Linked DNA regions of Sus scrofa: region 2 is linked to region 1. A link is a contact called in public HiChIP or PLAC-seq data. All regions are on one chromosome and are shown on one strand. The core of a region is the stretch at or near the end of the contact, and the rest is flanking DNA. Distances in the headings are between cores, read along the strand shown.

Region 1 (2,759 bases), core at 94-2,593:
GTTTGAAAACCCCTGAATTTATGACTCTAGTCAGCACTAAAGAATCTTTTTATTACAAACCACAAAAGATGCTGAAAGTAGTTGGTAAACTATGAACTGGACTCAAAATGTAAAAATCATTATGAATTATTTTGAAAAGCCAAGTCTTTGTAAATCCTGAGTATGTAGTTACTTCATCCTCACAAAAAGCCAGCGCCTCTGCAGTTAAAAATCTGTTCCTCAGAACCATCCGTTACATTATTTTTCTCTGTGGTGAGCTTGTGCCCACAGTCTAAAATGGACACTTTCATTTCAGACCCATTTTATTTTATTTTATTTTATTTCCATTTTTAATTTTTTACTTTTTAGAGCCACACCTGTGGCATATGGAAGTTCCCAGGCTAGGGTTACGCCACAGCCACAGCGACGCCAGATCCCAGCCACCTCTGTGACCTACACTGCAGCTTGTGGCAATGCATGATCCTTAACCCACTGAGTGAGGTCAAGGATGGAACCTGCATCCTCATGGATGCTAGTCAGGTTCATAATCTGCTGAGCCACAATGGGAACTCTTCAGACCCATTTTGAAAGGCCCAGAGAGCTTGTCAACAGTCCAGATATCTTCACTAAAATAAGGGCTACTATTTCTTTCAGTGTTATGCATTATACGTATCCTTTAGTCTATGCTATGTAATAAGCCCGTTCAAAACCTTAGTGACCTCAAACAGTCATTAGCTCACAATTCTCGTGGTCAGTGATTCGGGCTGGGTTTAGCTGTGTGGTCATTCTGATGACCTTGCCTGGATACACTCATGCAATTCCAGTCAATTGGCAAGTCTGCTTGGAGCTGATTGCTGCTGGCTTATAGCAAGGCTGTGTGCCTGCATTGTTTAGCAGGTTAGCTCAGGCTTTTTCACATAGAGTTGAGTTTTATACAAAGAGAGAGAGGGCAAAAGCAGAAGCTGTGAGGTTTCCCAAGGCCTAGACTCAGAAGTTGCAAAACATTGGAGTTCCTGTTGTGGCTCAGTGGTTAACAAATCTGACTAGGAACCATGAGGTCATGGGTTCGATCCCCGGCCATGCTCAGTGGGTTAACAATCCAGCATTGCTGTGAGCTATGGTGTAGACTGCAGACGCAGCTCGGATCCCGCATTGCTATGGCTATGGCATAGGCCGGTGGCTACAGCTCCAATTAGACCTCTAGCCTGGGAACCTCCATATGCCGAGGGAGCGGTCTTAGAAAAGGCAAAAAGACAAAAAAAAAAAAAAAAAAAAAAAGAAGTTGCAAAATATATGGCTGCTGTATTCTTGTATCAGTCAAAGTCATGAGGCCAGCTAGATTCAAAGGGTGACTAAGTAAATTCCTCTTCTTTGTGGGAGGAAGAGCAAAGTAACATTGTAAAGAGACTATTGTAGCTCTCTTTGCAAACACAGTACACCTCTAACCAATGTCAGTTTTTGCTTAGAGATACTACAATTGATTTTCTTACTCCTTGATATTTCAACAAGGTCTAACATATGATAAATGCAGTTTGGGATCCAAAATACATACAAGTTGTAGAGAGAGTGAAAATAAATCAGAATTCTTCAGTCATCGGTGCTACTGTAAAGCCTAATCTCCTGCCCACAGTGTCTTGAGGTCTGGCCTGTGCATCTGCTTGCCTCATTAACCTGAGGCTTCTCTTAGGATTGCAGTTTGTCACATGTTACTGGGAAATGACCCATGAAATTTCCTCTGCTGGAGGTCTCTTAACCCATGCATGGTAGAGCCAATGAAGTCTTTAGAAATGTCCTGTGCTTGCTCCTTGCTAGCAACAATTATCTGTCCATAAATGAAATTTGCCTCAGAGAGAAGTGGTCAAATTTATAAAAACATAAAAATGGGGAGTTCCTGTTGTGTCTCAGCAGAAACGAATCATAATTACCCCTCAGACTCTGGTTCAATGGATCTAGAGTAGGTATTCACAGAGTAGTAGAGAATATAAGGTATGAACAGGAAGGAAAATGTAATAAAATTGCTTTTAATATAATAAAAATGTGATAGAAGAGGTATAGCAAAAGCACTGTAGGTATTCAAAAAAAGGAAGATATTTTTAGCTGGAGAGGGAGAAATCTAGAAAGACTTTCTAGAGAAAGAAAACTTTGACTTGAACTTGAGCAGTTGAGATATATTACAGATGTACTGAGGGATCACCTATGGTTGAATGAAGAAAATAGAATGTCTCTATCTCTGGGGATGCAGCAGTGCTGATGATTGGTCTCTGGCCTGTGTTGGCCACAGCAAAGTGTTAGAAGGAGACCTCTCTTGACACCTTTTTTTTTTTTTTTTTTTTTTTTTTTTGCTTTTTTGGGCTTCACCTACAATATGGAAGCTCCTAGACTAGGTGTTGAATTGGAGTTGGAGTTGCAGCTACTGACCTACACCATAGCCACATAGCTGCAGCAATAGCAATGCAGGATCCAAGCCATGTCAGTGACATACACCACAGCTTATGGCAAGGCTGGATCCTTAACCCACTGAGCCAGGCCAGGGATGGAACCCACATCCTCATGGATACTGGTTGGATTCGTAACCTGCTGAGTCACAACAGAAACTCCTTTTGATATTTCTTATCTGCCACATATTTGAATGTCAACTCAAAGTCATTGATATGAATTCCAGAAGACATGACACATACATACATGGAAACCATCCCTAAACCATAAAATTGGAAATAAATGCTAGCTGTTTGTGTTCTAGTAGATTATGCGTTTCATATCATCCAGTTTACACAGCATAA
Region 2 (2,759 bases), core at 177-2,676, 850 kb after region 1:
TTTTGTTTATTTTTTGTTTTATTTTTATTTATTTATTTATTTTTGCTTTTTAGGGCTGCACTTGGGGCATATAGATATTCCCAGGCTAGAGTGTGGAATCGGAGCTATAGCTGTCAGCCTGCAACACAGCTCATGGCAACGCTGGATCCCCGACCTCTGAGATTAAACCTGCATCCTTATGGATACTACTCGGATTTGTTTCCTCTGTGCCACAACCAGACTACACCACAAAGTTTTTTCAATTTTTTGCAGAACACTAGTATTGAACAGAAAGCTACTAAGAGAGAATTTTCACCTCTTTTCCTGTCCTTTTGGGAAAACCAGGAAAATGAGTGAAGTTTGTCTCAATCCAGATGGCACCTCAGAATGGAGATCAGTCTCAGACATTTCCCTCTTGCTCCAGATAGTTTCATTTTTCAAAGAACCACTGAACATTAAAGCTGAAAGTGGCTTTCAAAAAGTTAGCTATCATAGCTCTAGTCTGCTATGGAATTCTCTCCACAAACATTCATTCCCTGATAAGTTAATCTCAAGAACCTACTGGAACCAGACCATGGATCATACTTTAAAAGACATCCCTCCATCCTTAAGAGAGTTTCTCGGCAACCAGGTGATAACTCTTGGCTCTCACCTCCCTCCATGAAGTGGGATCTCATTTCTCATGAGAAATGTGTCCCCAGAGATAGACCCATGAATGCAAAAATAAACCTGCTCAGTCTTGGTTGCCAAAGAGCTTGTTTCCCTGGTGGTTTAATCACTGTCCCTGCTGCTGGCATGCCCTGTGGTTGGTGCCAAGAGAGTCATGCCAAGGGTTCCCTTGGGCTCCTTTCTCGCCCTCTAAATCCCACCTCAGGCCAACTGCTTTGCATTATGCTGAGGCTCTTGGCATCTACCAGTGGAATCAAAATGCCATTGTGTCCCCCATGAGGAGGACTTCCGTGTCTTCCTTCTAAAACTGGTATCACCTCTGATGCTGGTGTTCTTTCTGCTGATGTCTGTGAGACGGCAAGAATCCCTTCCCTTCCTTTGAGTCATTGTCCCTTACACTGTTCCCATGGTTCTGTAACCCCTTGCTCCCAAAGCCTTATGGTGACCATAGGTGAAAACACCCCATTAAGGGTTTACTTGCAGGTCTTCTTTCCCCAGGATCTGGGCACAACTCAGTAGGGACTGAGCTGGGTGAAAAATTTAAATGGAAGACGTGGGGTGCTCTTCACTATTATTCCTCCTCTGCAGCTCAGATGCAGTTTCAGGCATCCCTGCCTGGGCTCTGACAGCTATTCCTTAGACTGACATCTTTCCCAAGGGACTCCTCCTCCTGTCAGTCCTGGGCATTGTCAGTCCCGAGGGAGGGGGCACTAAAGGGCAGACCAGCCACAGCTATTTTAGGGTAGCTCTAGGCTCCTCCCTTCCTCTCCTTTATTTGCTTGCTCTCACTTCCTTAGGGTGGAGCTCGCCTTCCCCTAGAAACTGGATCATTTCACAGCCTAGAGTCTTGCTTAGCCTGATCATTAAATTTTCTGAACTCACTGCCAGGTCCAAGATGATGAACTACTTCTTCAGTTATCCAGATTACAGGGAAAACAGTATTGTGGCTAAGAATTTGAACTTTGAAATCAGAGTCTCGGGTTCAAATCCAGACTCTGTCTCTAGCTGTGTGATTTGGGTAAAATGCTTACTCTCAGTTTCAGTTTTCTTATCTGGAAAAGGAGAATAGCAATACTACCGCATTCACAGGAAAACTGTGAGAATCAAGTTAAGTCATTGAGTATACAACATGTGGGAGATACTTCTGCAATTATTAAGGAGCAAACCAAAATCACACACAGGGCATGGGTGAGGTGCTCATGGTCTCAATTACCACTTTTAAGCTAGGAGGTAGAACTTCCTAGCCTGAGTCCTTTACTCAGAAGCTGGCAATTTTCTGCCCTGTTACCTGGTGGTGGGGCCCTCTGGTGGCAGAGCAGAGTATAATTTTTTTTTTCTTTTTGGACCTCCTGAGCTTACTCTACTAGGCTTTCAAATGAGGAAGAATCCAGCAGATTCTGCATGTGCCTCTGCACAGAGCCCTCACATTTACACACCGAGCCTTCTTGTCCTTGTTGTGTCAAGTCTTTTTATTGCCTTAGAATGCTCAATGCAAATATACAAGGGCTTAATCTCTAGAATATATAAGCAACTTATACAACCCAACAGCAAAAAAACCAGTCAATCAATGGAAAAATGGGCAAAAGACCTGAATAGACATTTCTCCAAAGAAGATATACAGATGGCCAAAAAACACATGAAAAAATGCTCAACATCGCTGGTTATAAGAGAAATGCAAATCAAAACTACCATGAGATACCACCTCACACCAGTCAGAATGGCCATCATTAATAAATCCACAAATAACAAGTGCTGGAGGGGCTGTGGAGAAAAGGGAACCCTCCTGCACTGCTGGTGGGAATGTAAACTGGTACAGCCACTATGGAGAACAGTTTGGAGATCCCTTAGAAATCTATACATAGAACTTCCATATGACCCTGCAATCCCACTCTTGGGCATCTATCCGGACAAAGCTCTACTTAAAAGAGACACATGCACCCGCATGTTCATTGCAGCACTATTCACAACAGCCAGGACGTGGAAACAACCCAAATGTCCATCGACAGATGATTGGATTTGGAAGATGTGGTATATATACACAATGGAATACTACTCAGCCATAAAAAAGAATGACATCATGCCATTTGCAGCAACATGGATGGAACTAGAGA

Evidence for each region. HiChIP or PLAC-seq counts read pairs in DNA pulled down with a chosen protein or histone mark.
Region 2: a contact with region 1 is called in an H3K27ac HiChIP or PLAC-seq map of alveolar macrophages. The contact joins two enhancer-like sites. A contact is called at or near these places in 1 of 47 Hi-C or Micro-C datasets (embryonic fibroblasts) and 1 of 2 datasets of contacts at active chromatin or transcription factors (alveolar macrophages).

The regions. Positions count from the first base shown.
Region 1 is chr13:125,760,363-125,763,121 of Sscrofa11.1, forward strand. No RefSeq gene overlaps it. Among named protein-coding and RNA genes, the nearest start is that of LPP, 21 kb to the right of the region's middle. Within about 2 kb of position 1,344, at least 9 of the 83 cell types and tissues checked have an H3K27ac peak or open chromatin away from gene starts, as enhancers often do. A contact at or near this core is called in alveolar macrophages, where this site is marked.
Region 2 is chr13:126,605,510-126,608,268 of Sscrofa11.1, forward strand. The region is part of intron 2 of TPRG1 (tumor protein p63-regulated gene 1 protein); the gene reads left to right. Among named protein-coding and RNA genes, the nearest start is that of TPRG1, 77 kb to the left of the region's middle. Within about 2 kb of position 1,427, at least 1 of the 83 cell types and tissues checked has an H3K27ac peak or open chromatin away from gene starts, as enhancers often do. A contact at or near this core is called in alveolar macrophages, where this site is marked.